Linked DNA regions of Oryctolagus cuniculus: region 1 is linked to region 2. The links are chromatin contacts, called in public Micro-C maps. All regions are on one chromosome and are shown on one strand. Each heading gives the region's core, a stretch centred on a gene start, on an enhancer-like site or on the middle of the called end of the contact. The rest is flanking DNA. Distances are from core to core; before and after follow the strand shown. Region 1 has its middle 72 kb from the start of TRMT9B. Region 2 overlaps DLC1 (DLC1 Rho GTPase activating protein).

Region 1 (5,019 bases), core at 1,029-3,528, 310 kb after region 2:
CCGTGTGGGACGCCTGCATTCCGTGCTGCAGTGCCTGGACTGCGCTCAGCTTCCCTTCCAATCCAGCCTCCTGCTAATGCCCACCCTGGGAGGCGGCAGGTGGCGGCTCAAGTACTTGGGTCCCTGCCACCCCTGTGGGAGACCTGGGTGGAGTTCCTGGATCCTGGCTTTAGCCAGGCTTCAGCTCTCCTGGCTACTGAACCAGTGAACAGAAGATCTCTCCCTTTCTTTCTGTCCCCCTGCCTTTCAAATAAAAATAAATAAATAAAACTGAAAAAAAAAAAAAAAACCCAACCCAAAACCTTTGTACCTAGGATCTACTATTTAGGGAAAATGTAACAATTTTTCATTTTCAAATATTAATGTTTGGCAGCCATTGGGGATTGTTTTGATGGGTATTTGTTTAAAATTTTAACCTAGAAGAAGTTAAAATTACCAGTAATTATATTAAAAGCATTCTTACATTCTTAGTTTTACAGAGAACAAAATGCTTTTTTTACCTAATTTTCTACATACTCTAAATTATGATGATTCACATGGATATTGTTATAGTTTTGGAGTTTTCCACATCAAAAATCGAAATTAGAAAATCCATTTTCAGCTTTTAGATTGTGCACAGATGATAAGGAAATTAGACTTTTCATGGCCATTTAAGTATAGGAAAAAACATAGCATAGATGAGGGGACTTGAAACAATTCACGCGAAAATGGAATGAAAAGATAAGTTTACTCTGATGTTAAAAAAAGGAAAGCCGAAAGCCATGCCGAGTTTTTGTGGAGTACGCATTCTTCATGAACTCCTTGAAGACCCCTGGCTTATGGTTTGGAACTGGGTGATTGCAAGCATCTGCTGGGGGCCTTAGGGTGGAGCCTGTGGATAGAGCGGAAACTTCTGTGTCCACAGTCCTCCTTTTTAAAGCAGCTTTTGGACTCCTGAATTTATTTTTCGAAAAAATTTCTTTTATGTATTTGAGAGAGAAAGACAGATAATCTCTTACCTCTGCCGGTTTACTCCCCCGGATAACTGCAACAGCCAGATCTGGCCCAGGCCAAAGCCAGGAGCCCTGAACTCCATCCAGATCTGCTATGTGTGAGGCAGGGGCCCCTGTACTTGGGCACCCTTCTGCTGCTTTCCAGGCCCCTTAGCAGAGAGCTGGATTAGAAGTGGAGCAGCTGGGGAGCCTGCGCTTTGGCATAGCAGTGCTAGCATCCCATATGGGTGCCAGTTCGAGTCCTGGCTGCTCCACTTCCGATCCATCTCTCTGCTGTGGCCTGGGAAAGCAGTAGAAGATGGCCCAAGTCCTTGGGCCCCTGCACCTGCGTGGGAGACCTGGAGGAATCTCCTGGCTCCTGGCTTTGGATTAGCACAGCTCCTGGCTTTGGATTAGCACAGCTCCGTTGCGGCCAATTGGGAAGTGAACCAACCAATGGAGGACCCCCCCCCCCCCCCACCGCCTCTCCTTATCTCTCTGTGTAATTTTAACTCTGCTTTCAAATAAAATAAATTTTTAAAGAAAAAAAAAAGTGGAGCAGCTGGGACTTGAACCAGCACTCCAATATGGGATGCTAGTGTCACAGACAGTGGCTTAGCTTGCTGCCACAATGCTGGGCCCCGAATCCTGAATTTTTAAGCGTGTAGGAGGGTTTTGAGACTGTCATGTTTGAGAGCCTCTGGCCTAGAGCAGGCCTATGGGGATTCAGCAGTGGCTCCAAAGCACACGAGGCATTTTCTTCTCACCTGTCTCTACTGAAGCCAGGTGCACACCACGGAAGTGAAATAGAAAATTAAAGTGATGTCGAGAGGCCAGGCTGCCTTTGTGCTGAAAAACAACGAACCTCACTTCTCAAAACTACTCCCCGAGTCAGTAGTTAGCATATCCCGTGTCAGAGACCACAGAGGCTCCGAAGAGTTCGGTGCCTTTTCCCTGGCAACTAAGTCAGCGGCAGTCCCATGGGTCTGCTCAGGGCTTCCCATCAAACCGAAACACGTCTGATGATAATGGGAAATGTTTAGGTGCAAAATACTTTCACCTAAAGTATAAACACTACTGAGATAAAATGTGGCTTCGATTTGTTTGACTTAATCTGAGTAACGGCCTTGATACGCGGCTCGAAGGACTGGTGGAGAGAATGACGTCACAAGAGTTAGCAAGTTTCATGCAAACCTCTATAAACCAGCTGGGCTTCTCTTTAAACTTCTTGGAATAATTCTTCTCCCTAAGGGAAAAGGTTGTTGGGTTGGGTTTTTTCGCCCCTCCCTTTCTTCCTTCTGTTTTTGTCCTGGCATTCCTTTGTGAGTATGGAAGTCATTACTAAATAGGGACAAAAAGCTGCAGTTTGACTTCCTGTGAGAACGTGCCCGGCGCTGATCGGCAGCCGGCTTTGATATGTTATCTGTGGCGGCCGCTGCACTCGCCCGGATGGCTTGCTTCCACTTCCTGTGCCGGTGCGGTGCAAGGCCCAAGTGTGTGCACACGTGCTTGTGGGGGCAGAGGCGAATGGAGGCAGAGCTGAGCTGACCTGGGTTTGGGGAAGGGTTTTGCTGCGACGTTGGGAGGGCCGTATGCTTTCGCGGAGGGAGCACCAGTTAGGTAAACCAAGGGTCCACTTCTTCCCTGTCCGCCTCTGGGGATGCGCATGGCTCTTGGCTAACTATGTAGTCCTCAGGCCCAGTTCCACTTCCTTCTAAGGCTCTGACGCGCTGTAACTGGCTGCTCCTCAGATCCTCAGATCTTGGCTCCCCACGCTTTGCTCTTCTTCTTTCTTCTTTCTTCTTTCTCCTCCTCCTCCTTCTTATTTTTTTAAAGATTTATTTTATTTATTTGAAAGACAGAGTTACAGAGAAAGGTAGAGGCAGAGAGAGAGAGGGGGGTCCTCCGTCCACTGGTTCACTCCCCAGATGGCCACAACGGCCAGAGCTGTGCTGATCCAAAGCCAGGAGCCAGGAGCTTCTTCTGGGTCTCCCAGGCCGGTGCAGGGGCCCAAGGCCTTGGGCCCTCCTCCACTGCTTTCCCAGGCCACAGCAGAGAGCTATGGCCTTTATCCTGGAAAGACAGCGCGGAGCGTCCACTTCCTGTCGGGGTCAAGGGCGGCTGGAGCCTGGAAACGGGATCCTGTCAGGATCTGCCCCAGTGCTGTGCCCTGGCCCAGGGGCGCTGGCCCGGCAGCCGCGTCTCTAGCTCGGCTCCGTTTTTAAGAAATCCAACTGGCTTTAAAATGCGGAGAACAGCACGGGTCGCGCCTCTGCATTCCTGTCTGGGTGTGGGCGGGTAAGATGGATCCAGGACGAGAGCGCCTCTCGGCCTACAGGAGCTCCCGCCGGCCGCGTCTCCTCCGCAAGTGCGTTTAGCGCCCTCTCGTGGCCAGGGTGAGCTGATTTCGCACAACGCTTGAAGAAGGAAACCTGTTGACTGGGAAATGCCGGGAAATAGGGGTTTTAATTTTTTTTATTTATTTCTTTTTTTAAATTTTATTTAATAAATGTAAATAAATGTAAATTTACAAAGTGCAACTTTTGTATTGTTATGGCTGCCCCCCCCAACCTCCCTCCCGTGGCCCTCCCCTCTCCCACTCCCTCTCCCATCCCGCCCTTCATCGAGTTTCATTTTCAATTACCTTCATATACAGAAGATCAACTTAGTATACACTAAGCAAGGATTTCAACAGGCTGCACTCACACAACCGCACAAGGTATAGGGCATTGTTCAATCAGTAGTGTTGTTTTTAAGTTTCATAGTAAAAAACATTAAGGACAGAGATCCTATGTGGGGAGCATGTACCCAGTGACTCCCGTTGTTGATTTAAAATAGGGTTTTAAACAGGAGGCTGGGAACATTTACAGTGCTCACTGAATATCCCCAGAGTTCAAGTCTGTCACCAAACATGAAAATTTGTGTTAAGTTGCATAATCGCCGCGGCCATGCAAGGTGAAGATTGATGGGCGTGTGCACTTCAGATATGAGTCATTCTCTGTTTTTAAAATCTTTTTTAAAGATTTTATTTATTTATTTGACAGGTAGAGTTACAGACAGTGAGAGAGAGAAAGGTCTTCCTCCCGTTGGTTCATCCCCCAAATGGCCGCAACGGCCGGCACTGCGCCGATCTGAAGCCAGGAGCCAGGTGCTTCCTCCTGGTCTCCCCCTCTGGTGCAGAGGCCCAAGCACTTGGGCCATCCTCCACTGCCCTCCTGGGCTACAGCAGAGAGCTGGCCTGGAAGAGGGGCAACCGGGACTAGAACCCGGCACCCATATGGGATGCCGGTGCTTCAGGAGGAGGATTAACCAAGTGAGCCACAGCACCGGCCCCTCTGTTTTTAAATTTTCTGTGAGATTTTGTGTTCTTAGTGTGGGAGGCAAATGTTGACTTGATAATTTATACTCCGTGCAAAAGATGCACAGGTTGGTTAATTTTTATCAGCCTCAGTTTCTCTTTTTTCCTCATCTATAAGGTGTAATTTAAAAGAACCCTTCCGTCTTTTAGAAAAATGTCAGCAAGCTCAAATGTTTACCTTCCAAGTTAAACACCCACCTCCTATATCTGAATGCCTGCGTTCAATCCCTGGTCCCGGCTCCTGACGGCAGCTTCCCAGCAACACGTGGTAATGGCCCAGATGGGAGATCCGGATGGAGTTCTTGGCTCTCTCCCGGCTTCAGCCCTGGCCGGGCTCCAGGCATTGCAGGCCTCTGGGAGGAGGCGTGGGGTGAACCAGTGGGGGGAGGTCTCTTTATCGCTTGTCTCTTTCTGTGTCTCTGTGTCTCTCTTCCCCCCTGCTTTTCAGATAAATAAATAAATAAATAAATAACTACTTAGGATTAAGTGGTTTTCTCCCCTCAACAAACCTCAAACTCCAGAGCTCTGTGACTCACTGTAGTGACTGCCCATACTTGACATTTTCTGTCCTCCAGGGGTGTGCTGTTAACAGGTAGTGTGGGAATAATACTAATAATCATTAGTTAACTGCCTGTTTCTATGTCTTTGGTACTGTTTCAGGTAGTTCCTATAATTTACACACATGTGCTT
Region 2 (5,209 bases), core at 990-3,489:
CGGTGAAACAGTATAATCTTTTTCTTTTTCTCTTTATTCCCCAAGCCAAATGCACAGAAATTGCTAGCCTATGTAAGAAGGTATCAATAGACTGAATAAAAGAATAAACCTATTTGAAGCTCAGCCAAATCCTACAAATCTACATAATCACAATGGAAGACAGAAGCTCAGGACACAGTGCGTGTCTGCTAGGCATTTATGGACGATGGTGGACACCTATGTGAGCGCACTCATAGGTGTGAGGCAGTCATACCATTGTGCCACATGTCTGCTTGTTCTAAGCATCACCAGATAAGGCTTGAGCATGAAGAGCAGTGTTAACGCCAAGTACCACTTACCTCAACTCAGAATAAACATTTGTTTGTTCTAGAAACAGTAAGCCTTAATAAATGTTCAACTCCCCCCCTTCCCTTCTGTGAGGGATGTATAGCCTAGAAGCTTCAAGGATATGTATTTGCCCCCAAACTGCCTAGCTCAGCTCTTAGAACAAATGCATGCCAACTTGATAAAAAAAAAAAAAAAAGCGCAGCTCAAATGGAAAATGCTCTCTGCTCTCTGATGGAACATCGATATTTTGTAAGAACTCTTTTCTGCCTGGAGAAAAACTGCCTCACCTTGCATTTTCATTTGGGTAATAACCCACAATAGCAACCTGCAGTCATTCCTGATTTCCCTGCAGCGAAGAAGAACTTGAGTTTATTGTGCTGCTTTGTGGGAGGTGCGAAAGCAACACTCCCATCTGCCAGAGGTGCCCCTACCGTGAAGGAGAAGGTGTCAAGGAAGAGAGAGGCATTGCATGAGCTTAAGTTTGGTGTCATGGAAAATATGCAATCCTGGGAGATGGAAGAGGTGGTGTTGGAGGCCCCCTTATCACTGAGGGCCAATAACTTCTCTTTCTAAAGAAGGGCTCACAATCTTATCTGTTTGAAAATCCCCTATTATGTCTTCAACAAAACAGCTCAAATTTTCTTTTCCACTTTGAGTCATATACGACTGGAATGAGTTCAGCTTTTTGGAACACACTGAGCACTTGATGCCAGGGTCACAGATTGAGTCCTTGACTGTACTCATTGCTTTATACTCAGAGCGTTTTCCATCCCAGAAACCATTTCCCGCTCCAGAGCCATATGTGAAATTCCAAACCCCCACACAATTAGTGATTGCAACTGGGACCTACAGAGAGTATGGTCATTTCTGTAAAACTCCTCCCTTCATTGAAGAACTTCTCCTGCCCCTTGTTCTGATCATACAGTAGCATCTTCATTTGCAAATTTAACTGAAATCATCTATTGAAAGCTTTTCCTGCCCTGCCTTCTTTGCCCCAGGGAAGGCAACTGGGTACTCCTGCTGAATTCATCCTCAAGCTGCCCAGTTCAGATAAACACACAACAGACAAAAATAGACCATGAGAACTTTCCTCCTGCTATCCACTATGTTCACTAAAAGTCTAGGAGTACTACCTGATTTTCCAGCTTCAAAGAATATAGGAAAGATTCAGTGTGCTATACTATGTAAAGAAAACAAAGAACCTCAAAAGCAAACATGGTTGTATTTTTGTGTTATCTTGTATTGCTACTGCTTTTGCTCTTGTTGTAATAAAGAAATGACGTTGTACAAAAAAAATTTGTGAGACCTTGGGTAGATGGAGATTGCTTTCTGTGTTCCTTCCATGGGACCCCTTAGCAAGGATTGGGATTCACAAGTTAATGTATAGACAGGACATGAAATGTCTTGCAGGCTCTTTAAGGACTGCATGGATCACAGCCAGTCATTCTCTGTGTTGCGTTTCCTAGCAGGTCATGGCCTGGAGTGACTGGCTACAGAGCATTCCACATCCTGAGTCACAAACCTTGCAGGTGGCCCTTCTTTCTGCCAGCTTGATCAGATCAGATCTAGCCTTGGGAAGGGCCATGGTGCAGCAGGCGCCCAGAGGGTGTGAAGAGGAGAGGGAAAGGCAGCAGCCAGAGCAAGTACCCAGGTCTATAGTGGAAGCCCAGAATTAGAAAAGTGACAGATTACAAAGAAAGAGAACCTGACAGAAGCACAGAACTTGAAAGACAAATACAATGTCAGTGAGCCTCTATTCTAATTCTCAGCATTATGAAATATAGGAGAATAGCCTCCAGGGAGCCAGAGAGAGAGAGAGGAAAGGGAAAGGAGGCCAAGTTCGTGGTTCTGAGAGTAAGCAGACAGGAATGGGGGTTGGAGAGAAAGTGTGCCCCATGCGTACAAGAAAGGAAGGAAGGAAGTGATGCAATACAGCAAAGAATGCAAGAGAGCCTGAGCAATTCCACAGAGAGCAGAGTGTGTGGACAAGCCTGCGTGAAGGGAGAACAACGGACAGGAAAGCTTCTGGAACAAGCCGCAGCCAGATGGCCCTTGACCCAGAGGGGAACTGGAGCCCTCGGTATGGAGAGATCTTCCCCTCGGCCAGGCGTGGACTTGCTGCCTTGGCCGAGTCTTGAGAGAGGACCCAACTGGACATAAATGGAGAGAAGACCGAATCAGGGGATGCTGTGGCCTGAAATTCACATCCTCTCAAACTGAGCACAATTTTAAATGTTTGATTCCTCCTCTTCTTGTTTGAACTTGGGCAGAAGCACCCTGAAGTCTAAGTCACCTCTGGACTGCATCCCCAACTCTTCATTTAGTTTATTGTAGGACTTTATCTCTCTAAGCCTTGGTTGATTCATCCTCAAATGTTGAACACCATTCATGGGTTTAGCAGCAGAATCTCCCTCCTGCACACAAAGAACCTTCCATAGACTGCAGGCTCCATGGAGCCACAGGCCACATCTGCCTTGGTCATTATGACCTCATCTCGCTGAGAACACTGACAGGCACGTAGCGGATGCACCATAGATGGGTGTCAAATGAATTAAAGGAAAATACAATGCGCATAGCATACAAAAGCTGAGCTGTGCTGGCTGAAGCAGTATGGAACCCTACTCCCTCACCCCTCTTGACCATTGGGTCCCTAAAGGAGTACTCAGAGCACGGAAACCCCAGCTTGAAACTGCTAGCTGACCTAGCTGTCCTGACACCTCCTCTGCAAGTACCTAGTTCTATGGTCTCTGTGCCGAGCACGTTGAGTTCAAGTGTAGACATTCATCTGGTTTGGCCCAAATTCACCTGACTGAAGGATCACTTTTCCCACTTCACCCTCTACTTTAAAGTCCTGGTCTTTAAACCTTCTTGCTGGTACAGTTTCCCCTCTCTTTCCAGAAGATGAAAGAATTTTTCCAGACAAGCCTGCTGTGAGTGACTTCATGGAAATGAATATCTCGAGTCCCTTATGTGCCTCTCATGCGGGGAACTCCTTGTATTTATTTATTTTTAAGAATAGGACTGGGAGGTTGACGTTTCCATTAGCAGTTGAGTGATTTTTTTTTTAAATAAAAACTCCACTCCTCAGTGAGACATGCCTCACATTCCGGTCTCCCCACTTCAGGCACTTCTGTGCTACTAAATATGCGGTGGGAATGACACATGTCTGGAAACCCAGAAGTAACACGTCTCACAACTGCTTGCTCAGTGGTGTACAATGAAGGTGTTGTGAGCGGCTGCCGGAGGAATGCAGACTCCAAGATCCTCAAAGAGCAATCTGTGACATCTTTTGCCTTGGCATTTATCCCTAGGTGTGCTCAAAGGTGTCTTATGTTTGAGTGCTACTCCTGCCTATCATGGGATTAAGGCACGGAGTCATCTGGCTGTCCAAAGGCTACTGGAAATATCACAATATCGTTAGGCAAACTGAGGCCGGTAATTTCCCCTCCAAGATAGGACACCTGTGATAACAGATGCCGCTAACGGGATGAATTAGCTCCCCATACACAACGTCAGGTACAAGCGAGCCACATGGATGTTTGCCTCAGTGCTTCCTGTAGCTCTGGTGTACTTCTGTTCTTAAGGGGCAGACACAATCAGTTTAACTCAAAGACTTTTTCTCCCAATTTGTCTCAACCAAGAGATTCACAACAAGGTATTCTCTTGACCAAAGTTAAGGCTAATAATAGGATAGAGGTTGTGAAATGGAAATTTAAAATGGAATTGGATTGCTAAGGATTACGCTAATGAAATACAGATTGGATCAGATATAAATTAAGTATCAGAACAGGAAGACATTTGTCCCAGTTGAAAAAAAAAAAGTGTTGAAAGTCTTTGGACACAGATTTTCAAACAATTTCTAACTTTATACCAACAGTTTAATCCTTGGCAAAATATATAGTACACTTCAACAAGAGAAAACTTTGCAATTACCTTTTATTAAACTCAAAATAATTTCTTGTGTAACAATTAGTTCTTATCATTCGGATGGTTTTTCGGATTAATGAATTCAAAATGTGAGATATTTTCTCTTAAAATAAGCATTTTAATTAAACTAATGAAAAGATGTTTGGTTGAGCTTTGAAAAGTTTACAAAGAAGTCTATAGTGGATGACTTTTTTTCCCCCCAAAGAAACCTTTTATTAAAGGGATACAAACTTCATGCATTTCATAGGTACAATTTTAGGAATATAGTGATTCTTCTTGCTATAACTGCCCTCGCACCCGCACTCTCACCCCTCTTCCTTCTCCCTCTGCCATTCCCAGTCCGATTGTCCACTAAGATCCATTTTCAATTAACTTTATACACAGAAGACCAACTCTATACTAAGTAAAGAGTTCAACAGTTTACATAAAAAAAAATGTAATGGATGACAATTTTAAAAGTCATCTATCCCTAGTCCAAAAAGGGAATCCATGTGAGCTTACAGATGTAGGTACCAGTACTTAGGACCACTAAGCAAAATGGGAGATAGAAGTGGCGTTAACCATAAACCTGGACACTTAAAAGCAGTGCTTGATGATGACACATAAGTGGGATCAACATAAACACATTCGCATACACGCACACATATCCCTCTTCCTACTAGCACTGCAAAGAAACCATACTTTCAAATTTCAGAGAGCTCCTTCCAGCACAGAAAGAGTTAAAGGAGTGTCTACCTTTGTACCTGGTTGCCTTTAGCCAAGTAAAGCAAATGCCATATAAGCATAGAGCTTTGTTCTTGATCGTTCACGTTATCATTTTGGTGCCAAACACAAAGAGATCCAAATGAAATCCAATTTTGCAATCACCAAATACTGAGAAATGTTTGAGCATGCTTGGCGCGGTTAGATTTCATTGGTCCTGCAATGTTATCAGAAAATGAAGTTGTAGAATTCT

The links. A called contact is a pair of places that touch in the nucleus more often than the background predicts.
Region 1: a Micro-C map of ear pinna shows a contact between it and region 2, with 5 times the contacts expected there. The contact joins two enhancer-like sites. A contact is called at or near these places in 4 of 6 Hi-C or Micro-C datasets (ear pinna, psoas muscle, skin fibroblasts and 1 more).

The regions. Positions count from the first base shown.
Region 1 is chr2:77,743,278-77,748,296 of mOryCun1.1, forward strand. No RefSeq gene overlaps it. Among named protein-coding and RNA genes, the nearest start is that of TRMT9B, 72 kb to the right of the region's middle. Within about 2 kb of position 2,279, at least 4 of the 8 cell types and tissues checked have an H3K27ac peak or open chromatin away from gene starts, as enhancers often do. A contact at or near this core is called in ear pinna, where this site is marked.
Region 2 is chr2:77,431,757-77,436,965 of mOryCun1.1, forward strand. The region is part of intron 5 of DLC1 (DLC1 Rho GTPase activating protein); the gene reads left to right. All of the region lies in intron 1 of LOC103352202 (a long non-coding RNA gene), which reads right to left. Among named protein-coding and RNA genes, the nearest start is that of C2H8orf48, 200 kb to the left of the region's middle. Within about 2 kb of position 2,240, at least 4 of the 8 cell types and tissues checked have an H3K27ac peak or open chromatin away from gene starts, as enhancers often do. A contact at or near this core is called in ear pinna, where this site is marked.